Linked DNA regions of Mus musculus: all the other regions are linked to region 1. The links are chromatin contacts, called in public promoter capture Hi-C maps. All regions are on one chromosome and are shown on one strand. Each heading gives the region's core, a stretch centred on a gene start, on an enhancer-like site or on the middle of the called end of the contact. The rest is flanking DNA. Distances are from core to core; before and after follow the strand shown. Region 1 holds the start of Ppp2r5e (protein phosphatase 2, regulatory subunit B', epsilon). Region 2 holds the start of Hspa2 (heat shock protein 2). Region 3 holds the start of Akap5 (A kinase (PRKA) anchor protein 5).

Region 1 (4,873 bases), core at 619-3,118:
TTTAAGTTCAAATATTGTGCTACATGAAACCAACAGAACTGACTGAATATCATTCTGCAATTATTTAATCTTCGAAATTATTCAAAGGAAGGACAGATGCTAAAAGTCCCAAGCATTGAGCTTAGACTCCTTCACCAAACTAAACAGACGCCAGTACCATTCAGGTGCTACTGAGGCTCCATGCAAGATTAATGGCAGACAAGATCGACAGAATGCATATGATGCAGTGCTCAGGCTCAGTTCCTCAAGTGTCATACCGACACCTAAGACAAATGCTTTTTTTTAACTTCCACAAAGAGTAAGATAGCTGCCTTCCCAATGTGTTATGATTAAACAGTCATCTGCATTACCTGGATTCAACTAAAATAGCATAGACTTTGGAGAGGGGAGGACAATATTAAGGTTAATTTGGGATTTTGAGGACTTCGTGATTCTTTCATTAGAAAGTTATTTTCTTTTAACTCTAATTTGGCTTGAAATATAATGTGACATATAAAAAACGGAATAATAAATTATAAATACTATCGAAAATGTCAGACCTCAGCAAGAAGTTCCACATCGCACTGGTATGCTGTAAATTTAGGGACGAATATTACAATTTCATCTGGGAATTATTTAGATTTCACTCTAACCCTAGCAACACAGATTTCTGTAAGCCTCGTTCCCCCCATCCCTCATTCTGTCTCTATTTCTCTTCTCTCATCTCTAACGATGATCTATAGGCAGCTTTCTTTTTCATCATTTGCCTCTTATGCGCGCAGCTCTGAATAAAATGTCAAGGATCTCAACTCAAAGCATTGCAGAAATGATGGTAACAGCGGGGTCCCTGCAAAGCCCAGGGAAACAGGTTTCACCTGGGCCACTGCACCCAAAGCGTTAGCATTCTCTAAAGAGCACACTACTGGGGCTTTTCCAAGGGGGAGGTATGAAAACAGGGAAGTGGCCTGTTTGTCTGCAGGTATGTTCACATAAACCCCAAGCCCTGGAGAAGCTGCGCGGCCACGGAATCTTCCTCCCTGCTCCCCCGCCCCCGCCGGGGGGGGGGCAAGAAAACGCCTCAAAAGAGGGAGGAAAAGGAGCCGGCGAGGCCGAGGAGAAGAGAGGTGCTGGCCTCCAAAGCCTCTGCAGGTAGATCAGACAAGTGGGCCGGGCGCTTGCTCCCGCTCCCCCCACCCCGCCGCACCCCTCAGCTGCCTGGGCCCGGCCTTCCCGAGCCCGCCGCTCCGCGGGTTCCCCGGGAGGCAAGCCGCGGGACCCGAAGCTGAAGTTACCTTGAAGCTCCTGGGAAAGAATCGGAAGATGATCTGTGGCTGCGCGGAGTGGGCTGCGAGCTAGGGGCCGCGGCGGGGGCGGGCGACGGCCCGGGACGCACGGGGGGAGGTCCAGGCAGCGGCGGAGAGCCCCGGGCTACTACGGCCGTCCGGGGCGACGTCCCTCCGGTTCCGCGGTAGCGGCAGTGTTTCTAGGCCTCTCGGCTGGCCCCTAACCTCAGCGCTCCGGCAGTGGCAGCGGCGGCCTCACGAGCCTCCCCCGCGGGCCCGTCCCATCAAATCGGCACCGACCCGGTTGCGGCGCGGCCGGTGGCTCTTCGTTCACATTCCCGGCGGGCGGCGCCTCTGCTCGTTGCACCGGACCCGGCGGCGGTGGTGGCGGCGGCGGCGGCGGCGGCGACGCGGGGAGGGGGAGGAGGGAGGAAGCCTGGATTTGCAGCGGCAGCAAGCGCGGGAGTCGGGAGGAAGAGTTGGAGCCGCCTGAGCCGCCGCTGCCAGAGCCGCCGTTCGCTACCCGCGCAGGGTCCCCGTCAATGCCCCTTTCTCTCTCCTATTGTCAATATCACCGGGCGGCTGAGTCCATGGCACAGGCGCAACCGAACCTCCTGGCTAGCAGAGCCCGCCTCCGACGCCCGCCCACTGGAGACTTCAAACGGGAAGCGAGACTTCATTGGCCGGCGCGCGCCTTCACTCCCAGGCCAGCACGTTCGGCTGAGAGCTGGTCGGGGATTGGCGGCGCGGGGGGGCGGGGAAACAGGAGGGTGTGAAGGGACGGGGCCCTCGATTGGGCGAGGCGCGGGGGACCCGGATGCTACCGTGAGCTCGGGCGACCGGGCCGCCGTTTCCGCCAGGGCGCCTGAAGTGGGGGTACTGCGGCGTCTGCTAGGCCTGAGGAGAGCTCGGCGGGCGCGCCCGAGACTGGAGCTTCCGCCAGGCGGAACCCTGTGGACCGCGAGCGTCTTCACCCGGGTATCCGAAGGCCACAGGGCGGCCGTCCTGGTGCCTCACGGTTCAGCCCGCAAGCCCCACTCCGCACGGAACCCACGGCCCCCTGAGCCCTGTGTAAACGCGGCCATGGAAGCCGGCAGAAAAATACCCCAGTGGCTGTCCTTCGCTCAACTCGTGGGAGGCCTGGCCACCGGTTGGACTCTCACCTGGTCCCCCCAAAAGCCAGTTCTGAATATCAGCTCTCTGATGCCCCTGCCAGGCTCGGCGGGGGCCCGCGCTCCGGGAGTTAATGCAGATGGCAACTCTGCAGTCTCCCATTCAGAATACCCGCATTCGCCCTTTCAGGACTCCGAAATACCCAGCCCCCAACTCGACAGATTTTAATTGATAGTTTGAGTCTGAGTTTAAACAGAAGACTTACCTCTATCTAGAACGAGGACGAAAATACATACATGTTTTTGCATCATTGGTGAACCCTAGGCCAAATGGTACGTTTCCAAAGAATATTCTTAGACCATCAATCAATTTGAATGCAGGCTACGTACAATAGTTAAAAGAAGAAAAAAATACTAACTACAAAGATCAAACTACCAGCTGCTCAAAATTTGGAAATCTGGGAGGGGAAATACAGGAGAAATAATATTATAATCCATAAACCCAAAATAACCAGTCATTTTGATGTAGTTTTAGTATTATATTTCATATATGTATATACACACAAGTATATATATATATATGTATATATATATGTATGTATACATACATACACACATGTATGTATATTCTTTTTCAAACTCAAAATGCTTCATCCTGTAGCCGAGTTTTTCCTCTCAGTATCATGTCATGTTCTGTACAGTTAAGGAATATACATTTATAAAGCTCTCTGTATCATACCCACAAGTGCTAACCATGCGTTTGCGTTTCTGGTTTGTTGCAAATTTCTATCCTGTTGGGTAGAAAAATAATTCTGTACTATGAAAGAGAATGTTACTGCCCTGAACTGAAATGGGAAAGATGGCTTATACGAAAGCAGACCCCAGAAGACTGGCTGCTGACTGACTGACTGAGTGGCCATTTTTACCCTAATAAAGTTCATTGCCCCATGCTGCAGAATTATATGGAATTCCAGTCTGGTTCCTGGCTTCAAGTAACTTATATTTCCATACTTCAGTCTTTAGAAATGTTTAATATCCTAGCCAAGCAGAGCATGTTTCTTCAACGTCTGATTGGTAAATGCAAAATTAAAACCAAGAAAGATTTTGAAGCCAACTCAATTTCCCTTGGCAACAGTTGAACCGTTAAAAAGTAGTGCACGTTTGAAATGCTCACAGCTGTTGCTTAGAACATTTCACATTTTGTAGAGTGAGGATTTTGCTTGCAAATTATGGATGGCTATAAAGACAATTCATTTCAAAGTCATTTCATTTTCTATAAAATAGCTGAGCAACTGAGATGAGGAGGTCTTTTTTAATATGGGAACATCCTTGCCTGTGTGAGGTTTGTTCTCGGGGCCAAGAATCTCATAAGATCTACAGAGCCCAGGGAAAGTGGGGTGTTCTCCAAGGAGAGTGCAAAGCAATCCACTTGCAACACACAAGAAAAAAATGAGGGCATCTATGTTTAAGTTTAAGATGAGGTATTAAACTCAGTATTCTAAATACAGAAGGAATGGCCCATTGGCTAGAGCAGTATAGATGTCCTTAGGGGGAAGCAGGAAGCGTCCACCCGCAGAGGAGAGCAGAGCGGGTCTCTGCTACTTGTGACATCCTGTGTTTGCTGGGCTCCATGAGTGCATTCTTTAGGTTTAATTAAACTAAACCTACAAAGCAGACAAATGACCTTACAGAAGTCTCACAAGGGAACAAGAGAAAGAGCAAATACTAGAAATAACTTTTATAAAATCTTTGACAGCCCTCCTTCAGAGTTAAAGTGACAATCTAATAAGTCCAACCATACTTTCACTTAAGTAGAAAAATCGCCAAAACAGTTTGAAATGGACCTTCATGTCCACCATCACCACGGTGAACAAATGCTGTGGCCGAGTGGTGAGGCGACGAAGCCGATGTGTGCCTATTTTATGAACAAATATACACATATTTAGAATATTATGCTCTCAAAAAACGCACGGATGGAGATGCATGAACCTTTGTTCATTTGGTGACTGCTATCCTAGATATAAAAGAAAGATGTTAAAGCCATGGGGAGGCCATTATCGAGTGACAAAATTCAGTTCATTGTTATCACATGAAAGCATCCACTATCCAGGTCTCAAAGCTGAGCTTATGGGGAATCTGCTGGCAACCTGACCACATGATTAGAAGACACAGGGTATGGAGTGGTAGCTACGTAGTGACAAACTGAAGCATCGTAGAACTGACTATCCCTTAGACACATCTTCAGAAGTAAATTAGTCTCGTTTGCTGGGGGGGGTGGGAGGCAGGAGTCCGTGAAGCTGGTTATGGACTGAGGTAAGAAGACTGGGAAAGCTGTGGCAACAGCTGCTTAGGACAACAGAGTCAGGTGTAATCCACCCAGCTAATGTACCCAAGGAACTGATGTCATGTTTCTTTGCATTGCATTTATCCTCTAGGAAACACCCTTAGCAGTGACATTTTCTTGAATCATAATTTTAGTACTGCAATTACATTTTCAGA
Region 2 (4,873 bases), core at 1,666-4,165, 810 kb after region 1:
GGACTGTGATTTTAACTTTTAATTTACTTTGGGTTTCCTGTTTCAATCTATAGCTCATTCTGACCTGGACTCAGTATGCAGTAATCTTCCTGCCTCCTGGTCCTGAGATTAGGAACATGCCACCACACCCACCCGAACTTTTAAAATGAATTCTGAATTATCTAAAAGAAGAAAAAAAAAGCCTGTTTTAAAACATAATTATACATAAACACAGGAAATGTAAAAGATGTCAATATAAGATCAGTATGTGCTAACATTCTGTGACTGAAGAAGTGTCACATAAAGGTGCTATTACTGTATCTTTTGGGGGAAGGCTCAAGATACCGTGTACAGCGTGAAAATGTAATTTTACCAGGTGAAAAGTGCAAGCAGAAAAATGCAGCTAAAAACACAGGTATAGCTGCTGCTGTCATCTCAGTGAACTGTTAAAGATGCATGTGGTGGAAGATTACAAGTTTTGTCTGCAATGGCTTCATCAATAGGACATAGTTACTTCAGAAATGAAGCTCTAAGGGTCTCTGTATGAACCGGTTTTGGGCCTGGCAGCTCTCAGTCTTGTTTTGTTTAAATTGTAAGGAGAGTGCCTGAGTCATGTGCAGTGCCCTTGGAGGCCAGAAGAGGGCGTTGGATCCTATTGAACTGGAGGTACAAATGTTTGTTAGTCCTCATCTTAGGATGCTGAGAACTGAACCCAGGCCCTCTATAAGAGCAAGCTGCTAGCTTCTTAACTGCTGAGACATCTCTCCAGCCCGCTACCTTCCATATTTAAAGATTCATTTAAAAATATTATAATAATAACAATAATATAATAAAGGTGTTTTGTCTACATGGATGTGTACCATCTGCTTGCCTGAGGTTTATTTATTTTTTTACTTATGTATGTATGTATGTATGTGCGTGCCTTTATGAGTTTATGTGCACTTGAATACAAAAGCCCAAGGACGTCAGAGAGTGGTGACATTCCCTAGAACTGGAGTTAATGGTGGTTGTGAACCGCCATATGCATGTTGGGAACAGAACCCAGGACCCTGCAAGAGTAGTTAGTCCCCTTCCTAGCTGAGCCATCCCTTCAGCTCCATCCCCTCTCTTCCTCTTCGCTGAATTTCCCCAGAGCTGGGTATATAAGCACAGACTATCACATATGGTCTGATATTTTCTTTAATCCTTTCCTATTTCAAGTTTTTCTTCAGTTTCTTTCATGGAAAATAGAGAACTGCAGTTGCCAATGGCAAACGTGGTTTTGAAACTGTAAATTACATATAGGAATAGAAAGAATCTTTAAAACTTTCCCGATTAAGTTTTGTAGAACTCTGAGCTGGAGAGATGGCTCCGAGGGTAAGCACACTTACTGCTTCACCAAAGGACCTGGGTTCAGTTCCCAGCATCTGTGTCAGGTGGCTCAGGACCAAATGTCACTCTAGCTCTAGGGTCTCTAATTCTGGCCTCTGCACCACATTGCATACACACACACAGATAATTTTTTTTTTAATCAAAAGCTCTTTTAAAGTTTTTTATTGAATTCTGTCAACATTACCTTTTAGACAACGAAAACTTTCATGTTTCTCATACTGTCTTCTCCATCACTGTCTCACACGACTTACTGGCCAGTTTCAGAGGGGTGCTTCTTTCCTGGAGCTTCGAAGACAAAAACAAACAAACTAACAAACACCCCAAAGCACAAAAAGTTGCTTAACATATCCAGATTCTAATCTTCAATTCTGAACTCTTCTGCCCTCCTCGTCGCCCACATTCCACCACCTCAACCTCGATAAAGAATGCTTTTCTTACTCTCCTTTGCAGGAGTTAGGCATGTCACCTCCTCAGGGATGCTTTGATGTTTTCCCCTCAGGCTCTGTGTGCCCCTCCCTGCCCTCTGTTGTCACCGGACTGGCTTACCCCCTTATCACACGACTTAGGCCCGTTTCCCTTGTTCTTTTCATCTCATATTGGGCACCTGTCAAAGTTTTACAGCGACGACTGTCCTCAGCTTCCCATCCGTAAGGCGAGGCGGTCGTTCTACATTACAGGTCTCCGTTTTCCTGTAGGGAGTCCTTTTACAGGAGCCAGCTTCTGCCCACCCCCTTGTTCCAGAGAATACTTTCCAAAATTATTCTCAGATTCCGGCTAAACAAGTGCCAAAGACTCTTTTTCATCTACTTCCTCTCACAAGTCTGTGCTGCCAACCTATTCTTCTCATTCAACCGAACTCCGCGCAAAAGGACTAATTCCTTAACAAGATCACGCGTGCGGGGACGGGAGTCAGAGGGGTGACACTGGCTTATTACGCAGTGCCACCAAGAAGTCAAAACCGCCCATTAGGGCGCCTGAAAGAAAATAAACTAGGAAAGCCGAGGGAGAAAGTTGGGCGGAGGCGGCTCGCGAGCCGTAGCCGCTCGCGCTGCGCGGGAAGCCACCCGCCTCCCGGGTAAGCACCCCGCATCCTTCCCCGGTCGCGCACTTTCTGAGACGCGCTGGGAAGGGGGAGGGGTACTGACTCGTACCCGCCCAACTTCGCAGTCCCCGCCCTGGAACCGCCCCTCACCCAGCCCCAGTCCCCGCTACAGGAACAGCAGGGGCAGGGAAGGCGAGAACCGATCCCAGCCGTTCTGTATTCGATGCAACCGCCCTAGAAGGAATTCGGGCCCCGGGAGCCGAGTCAGTGGCGGCACCCGACACCGAACGGTACAGAAACCCTTTCGGAGGCCAGCGCCCCTTCCGTGCTGCCTCCGCGCGCCCCGCCCCGCGCCTCCCTGCCACACGCTTCGGATTCTGCGCTGCTCATTGGGCATCTGCCCCGCCAATCTGAAAGATGTTAGCGAATCACGCTTTAGAAAAGGCAAAGAGAACGGGAAAGGGGGCTTTCACACTGGCTCCCCTGGCGCGAGCTTAACGCCCCCAAAGCGGCTGGAGGCACTGGGCGGGGCTTCATTTGCATAACGGCCGCCCCTTGGTCTCCCTGCCCAAGGCTGGCGTCAAGCGCCTCACCCAACTAGATATCAGTTGGACCACCGGCTGGTCACTCCGACCAGGCAAGCCTGTGGGAGCGCCGGACGGGTTGGAGCGGGCGGGCCCGGGGACCGATTGGCTCTGAGAGTTTCCAGCAGGCAGGGAGGAGGGGACTATAAGAACCAGAAGCCCCGTAGAGGTCTCCGGGAGACGCTAGTCGCGCTCGTGGAGAGTTGTGAGAAGCGACCGTTGGCTCAGGTCCCGGCTTGCGCTTGCCTCTCCTGACGCTTTCGTCCTAACGTTGCTTTGCCTGTTTTTTCAGTCAGGATGTCTGCCCGCGGCCCGGCTATCGGCATCGACCTGGGCACCACTTACTCGTGCGTGGGGGTATTCCAACATGGCAAGGTGGAGATCATCGCCAACGACCAGGGTAACCGCACCACCCCCAGCTACGTGGCCTTCACTGACACCGAGCGTCTCATCGGCGACGCCGCCAAGAACCAAGTGGCCATGAACCCCACAAACACCATCTTCGACGCCAAGCGGCTGATCGGACGGAAGTTCGAGGACGCCACAGTGCAGTCCGATATGAAGCACTGGCCGTTCCGAGTGGTGAGCGAAGGTGGGAAGCCCAAAGTGCAGGTGGAATATAAAGGGGAGATGAAGACCTTCTTCCCTGAGGAGATTTCTTCCATGGTCCTCACTAAGATGAAGGAGATCGCCGAAGCCTACCTGGGGGGCAAGGTGCAGAGCGCAGTCATCACTGTTCCTGCCTATTTCAACGACTCGCAGCGCCAGGCCACCAAGGATGCGGGCACCATCACCGGCCTCAACGTGTTGCGCATCATCAATGAGCCCACAGCAGCGGCCATCGCCTACGGCCTGGATAAGAAGGGCTGTGCGGGCGGCGAGAAGAACGTGCTCATCTTTGACCTGGGCGGGGGCACCTTCGATGTGTCCATCCTGACCATCGAGGATGGCATCTTTGAGGTGAAGTCCACGGCCGGCGATACCCACCTGGGTGGCGAAGACTTCGACAACCGTATGGTCAGCCACCTGGCGGAGGAGTTCAAGCGCAAACACAAGAAGGACATTGGGCCCAACAAGCGCGCTGTGCGCCGGCTGCGCACCGCCTGCGAGCGCGCTAAGCGCACCCTGAGCTCGTCCACGCAGGCCAGCATAGAGATCGACTCGCTCTACGAGGGCGTGGATTTCTACACGTCCATCACCCGCGCCCGCTTCGAGGAGCTCAACGCCGATCTCTTCCGAGGGACCCTGGAGCCGGTGGAAAAGGCGCTGCGCGATGCCAAGCTAGACAAGGGCCAGATCCAGGAGATAGTGCTGGTGGGCGGCTCAACCCGCATCCCTAAGATCCAGAAGCTCCTGCAAGATTTCTTCAACGGCAAGGAGCTGAACAAGAGCATTAATCCCGACGAGGCGGTGGCCTACGGCGCCGCTGTGCAGGCGGCTATCCTCATCGGCGACAAGTCGGAAAATGTGCAGGATCTGCTGTTACTCGACGTGACTCCATTGTCGCTCGGCATCGAAACAGCTGGCGGTGTCATGACCCCACTCATCAAGAGAAACACCACGATCCCCACCAAGCAGACGCAGACCTTCACTACCTACTCAGACAACCAGAGCAGCGTGCTGGTGCAAGTGTACGAGGGCGAACGGGCCATGACCAAGGACAATAACCTCTTGGGCAAGTTCGACCTGACTGGGATCCCCCCAGCACCCCGTGGGGTCCCCCAGATCGAGGTCACCTTTGACATCGATGCCAACGGCATCCTTAACGTCACTGCTGCCGACAAGAGCACCGGTAAAGAAAATAAAATCACCATAACCAACGACAAGGGTCGGCTGAGCAAAGACGACATTGACCGGATGGTGCAGGAGGCGGAGCGGTACAAATCGGAAGATGAAG
Region 3 (4,873 bases), core at 1,747-4,246, 730 kb after region 1:
ACTCAAGGACATAAGAACTGTTAACGAGGAGTCGAGACCATGTTTGTAGCTAAAAGCCTCGACTGAGGATGGGGACCAGGATGGAAGAGACGGTGTAGTCAGCTCAGATACATACGTAGGCTATTTTACTGGCACGCTCTATCTGTGACATTAATAAGATAAGCTGTGAGGAGGATAGTTCTCTATCAGATTGGAGAGGTATTTATAGCTCATTTCCTAATTATATAACTCAGACGGAGTAGTAGGCAATAATACAGTAATAGCTTCAGCGGCCCTGTCACTTGAGTGTGTTTAGGAGTGACAGGTTTCTTCCTCTTGTGCATGCAGTACATTGTTCAAACATCTGGCCTCAAGTTCTAGCCATATCCTAAAGAAAAGCCAAAATGCAGATTCTTATTTATAGTAATATGCGTCCCCTCCCCCCGGCTCATTCTCTTTCCTGGGTGCATTGTGTATGGATGAGAGAAAGATGCCAGATAAGTTGTTGATCATATAAGTCTTATTTTCCCCTAGAGCATGAGATAATCCACCTCTTACCTTAGACTATAGTCAGCTCCCATTCTTCTAAGGCCAAAGCCGGTGCAGGCGAGCTGCACTTGAGTTTCTAAGATGCTCTTCACTGCTGCTCTTTCAGCCTGCATCTCTCATTGTCCGATGCTTTCTCTTCTTTTCAAGTGGGTCTTGCGATGTAGCGCAGCCTGGCTAGGGATGTATGGTCCTTCTGCTTTAGCTACTCAAGTCCTGGGATTGAGCTACTACACCTGGCTCCAAGTGGTTTCTACTAAGATAGCCAGGTTACCCCATCATAGCCAGGTTACCCCATCAATCATCTGCATGAGCTTCCTCTCCTAAAATGACCGCCAACTCCCAGGTCTGCTGGATTTGGAAAAGCTTAAGAGTTTCTTCCCGCTCGTCTCAAGTTCAAAACTACCAAAAACGGTTAACATATAACCGGCTTGCGGGTATAAAGTCATTTCACACATCTGTGCTTGCTGGATGAACAAAGCTAACTCATTTGGATTTTTTTTTGAGATGGGATCTCATGTAGTCCAGGCTGGCCTTAGATTCCCTGTGTAGCCAAGGATGGCTTTGAAAAGTCTCATCCTGCTGTCTCTACCTCCTAAGTACTGAGATCACAGGCTTGTTTCACCCTGTCCAAACCGCACACTGGCAAGTGTGTGTGTGTGTGTGTGTGTGTGCGCACTCGCGTGCACGCAGAGGGCTTACAGGGGCCAGAAGAGGATCCCCTGGAGTTAAAGGCAGTTATAGAGAACTGAAATGTGCGCTGGGAATTGAACTCTGATTCTCTGCAAATCAAGAACTCTCTTTTTAAAATTATTTTTCTTTTATGTACATTGGTGTTTTGCCTGCATGTGTGAGGGAGTCATATTCCATGGAAAAAAGTCAGAGACAGTTATGAGCTGCCATGTGGGTGCTGGGAGTTGAATCTGGGTCCTCCCGGTCTGTTTTGTGCCTTAAGAGTTTATTCCTTATCAGGTCTGGTTGGAGTAAATCTAGACTAGAGAGTCTGAGGAAGGTAAAATATATTCCTTGAAAAACCATCCCCAAGTGGACATCTGATATTGACCTCTCAAAGGTCATGGTCCACTTAAGAAAGGGGACAGGGTCTTGTTCTTCCGCGTCCCTGGGGCTTTCGAGCTCTGTGCTAGGAGGAGCCCTGGAGGAGGCTGAGGCCTGCTGGAGTACCACATCCATGCTGACAGGTGAGCACAGAACATGGCCCATGTGACATCTCATATCAGAACCGCGGCTGGATTACTGTTTCCTTTAGGACATCCCTTGGGGTCTGCTTACCTTGTTCCTCTCAAGTGGGGACGGAGATGAGGGTGCTCACTATTCCAGCCCCATTTGGAGCAAAGGGTATTTGCCTGGTGTGCACAGAGCCTGAGGTTTGGACATGGTGAAACAAGCCTGTCAGAGTGTGTGTGTGACTTACAGGGTCTCAGCTTGAAAACATCCCAAAGCCACAGGCCCTGAGCTGGGGAGGCCACACCTTTGTGTGCACAGAGCCATATTTGTGCTGGTTCCCACCTGAGCTGACACCTTCCTGTTCCAGAGTGAGGACTGTACCAGTACCAGGTTGAGGTTCTGTTTAGTGAGTTTATTTCTGTTTCTCACCATATATATATAATTTTCTCCATAGCCAGGTGCAGCTTCTGAGGTGGAGGTGGGTGAATCTCAGTGAGTTCAATACCAGGCTGGTTCACAATGAGTTTCAGGTCGGTCGTACAGAGCTACACAAATAAAATGTCTGCCAGTGGATGGTGGCACAGGCCTTTAATCCCAGTACTCTGGAGGCAGAGACAGGTGGATCCCTGTGAGTTTAAGGCCAGCCTGGTCTACAGAGTGAGTCCCAGGACAAGCAAGGCTACACAGACAAACCCTGTCTCGACAAAATAAATAAAATAAAATCCTCCCCCGGCCCCTTATTGTCTCTGTACTGTTATGAATCTTGCTTTTTAATTTTGTTTTTGCAAAAGATCCAGCTAGGGCTGGTTACAGGTGGTTGTGAGCCGCCTAATGTGGGTGTATGGGGATCGATCTTAAACCCCCTGGAAGAGAAATACGTGCTGTTCACCGCTGAGCCATCTTTCCCATCAATCTTTATCTGTAGATATGCTTTCTACCTTGTCTTTAATGTTCCAGGGGGGATTCACGGTGGGAGCCTTATAAATTCAAACAAGGTTTTTACGGATGTGCGTCTCAGGAAATGAGGGGTTTCTACCCTCTTGCAGTCCTCCTGCTTTGCTTTAGTGGTCCCTCCACCCTGGTCCTGATGTCTTTATGCAGCGGTGATGCGTCCGGGGCGGGAGCACGGAGGTCTCTCCCAGGCCGCTGGGCAGTCGGCTGGCAGGTGGCTGGCTGAGTTCACCCCGCCCCCGGCCCTAGCCCCGCCCCACTGCTCCACGCGCATTGGCGCGACCAGCTGTCTCTCTCCGCGCTGGGGAGGGGGCGCGCGGCTGCGGTCCCTCTGCAGAGGGCTGCGCGCTCCGCGGTCTCCGGGGCTCTCCGTTGTTTGGGCCCGTGCTCCTCGACCTCGGGAGCAGAGCTGGCCAGAGACCGCGACGATCTGGGTAAGTAGAGGCAAGACTAGAGGCTCTGGGTCAGAATCTGGTGCACTGAGCCCTGGTAACGGCGGCAGACCCCGGGTCCTGGTCACCAGATTGTGAGGGACACGACTGCAAGGTCGCCGATCCTCAGACGGCTCCAGGTGGGTGACCCTGGGCTGTTCTGCCGCCCGCTCGCTTCGCACGAGTTGCAGCTGCTGCTTTGGCACCGGCTGCCTACCTAACCCTTTTCCTTTAGGGGTTTTCTGGGGAACTGTGATTTTCGGCTCCGGGCTATGATAGTTCTGCAGATAGCTTGAAGCTGGGCTATCTATTCCACGCCCCCGGTATTTTCCTTTCTGAGCACTTTATCCTGAGCTCTGTCTCCTGCCATAGGGGCGTCAAGCTTGGAGAATCCTTCCTCCAGGAGGAAGCTTCGCGGTTCGTGTCTAGTGCTGGGAAGGGTTCCTTGCTCTGTTCAGATAGTGGTTGCTCTCTGTTGCTCAAGGGGAGAAGGGTGGTGGTTGTTTTCTGTGGTCTTGGACAGGAGATTCTGCCAGGAAAGGACAGCAGGGACTTTAAGGTTTCCAAGACAATAATGGTCCTCTCGAAGGTAAAGGTGAATCATTTGCAGTCTTAACACTCTGCAAAGTTTTAATGCCTGCAGGCTGCATCCTTTCCCTGCCTCGCCTACACTTGTTGGGGTGTTGATCTCTACAGTGATGTACATTAAAAGAAACCTCTCGTGCAACCATCTAGGCCATTTAGGTTAGTTTCAGAGACTTTCCGGAATATAATCTCATTTGAATATTTCTTCTATTAATACACACACTTAGAAGGAATGATCTCTAGAGCGCTGGAGGCTCAGGGAAAGAAGACGTGGAAGCCATTAAGACTGGGTTCTAGTTCTAGTGCTAGGGTGTGTGAGGAGAGACTGCAAATGTTATACTGGTCCCATCATTCTAGAATTTTATGTTTCTTTGTAGAAAGATGAAGCTTTCAATACTTACCCTTAAAAAAACAAAAGAAAAGCCTTAGCTCTTAAAACGGTTTTTCAGGGTTCCAGTTCTACAGAGAATTGGGAACTGGTACCCAAGTGAAAGCTCTGTGAAGAATATGCATGAAAGGCTCCCCTGCGCCTAACTCAGGGCTCAGCACCTAAAATGCACGGAGCTGTTGTTAGCTAGTCATTCCAGGTCCTCATTCCTTAAGCCTTGCCATTCTGTGGACTATTACTTTTTTTGGTGGCACTGGGGCTCAAACCCAGAATCTTGTGGCACGTTAGGCCAATGTTCTGTCACTAAGCTATGTGTCAGTTTAGTTTTACATGTTTTTCTGAGACAGGGTCTCACGTAGCTGGTGCTGTCTTCAACTCTACTATGTAGCTCTGTGGATGGCCTTGATTGAGACTCCTGCCTCCACCTCCCACTTGCTGGAATTACAGTCACGCGTGGTCACAAGCAGCCTCAGATTAGCATTTTAAAGCAATTTACTTTCTCTTGGACCTCGAGGCGCAGTGAAAGAACGCAGTTCAGAAACAGGCAGTCTTGGGTTAAATCTGAGCGCTGTTGCCACCGACAAGCTTTGTAGTCTCAGGCAGGCAGACTGCTTAACTGCAGATGGAGATATCACCACCTCCTCACTCTGCAACACTGCGGTGCAGGTTAGAGATGTATGTGAAAGTGCTCAGCGCTGCTGCCTCGTACACGGGAGTCGCGCAACCGACGTTGGCTGGAACCGTCACTAACTTACCTCCAGCTGTGTGCAGTTACAGTGGGGAAACATGAGTAGCAGGCACTTCACTG

The links. Promoter capture Hi-C pulls out the DNA fragments that hold promoters and counts their contacts.
Region 2: a promoter capture Hi-C map of pre-B cells shows a contact between it and region 1, with 2.9 times the contacts expected there. The contact joins the promoter of Hspa2 here to the promoter of Ppp2r5e in region 1. A contact is called at or near these places in 2 of 39 promoter capture datasets (the HPC-7 cell line and pre-B cells), 1 of 484 Hi-C or Micro-C datasets (CD4 T cells) and 1 of 115 datasets of contacts at active chromatin or transcription factors (bone marrow-derived macrophages).
Region 3: a promoter capture Hi-C map of pre-B cells shows a contact between it and region 1, with 4 times the contacts expected there. The contact joins the promoter of Akap5 here to the promoter of Ppp2r5e in region 1. A contact is called at or near these places in 1 of 39 promoter capture datasets (pre-B cells), 1 of 484 Hi-C or Micro-C datasets (pre-B cells) and 1 of 115 datasets of contacts at active chromatin or transcription factors (bone marrow-derived macrophages).

The regions. Positions count from the first base shown.
Region 1 is chr12:75,594,364-75,599,236 of GRCm38.p6, forward strand. It overlaps Ppp2r5e (protein phosphatase 2, regulatory subunit B', epsilon), which reads right to left and starts at 1,869. Exons shown (of 14, transcript NM_012024.3): 1 at 1,272-1,869.
Region 2 is chr12:76,401,261-76,406,133 of GRCm38.p6, forward strand. Hspa2 (heat shock protein 2) reads left to right here and starts at 2,916. Exons shown (of 2, transcript NM_001002012.1): 1 at 2,916-3,029; 2 at 3,269-4,873. The coding sequence starts at 3,274. 4930426I24Rik (RIKEN cDNA 4930426I24 gene) reads right to left here and starts at 2,734. Exons shown (of 4, transcript NR_166810.1): 1 at 1,897-2,734; 2 at 1,535-1,635.
Region 3 is chr12:76,321,895-76,326,767 of GRCm38.p6, forward strand. Akap5 (A kinase (PRKA) anchor protein 5) reads left to right here and starts at 2,997. Exons shown (of 2, transcript NM_001101471.1): 1 at 2,997-3,095. Gm40443 (a long non-coding RNA gene) reads right to left here and starts at 1,270. Exons shown (of 3, transcript XR_001780628.2): 1 at 538-1,270.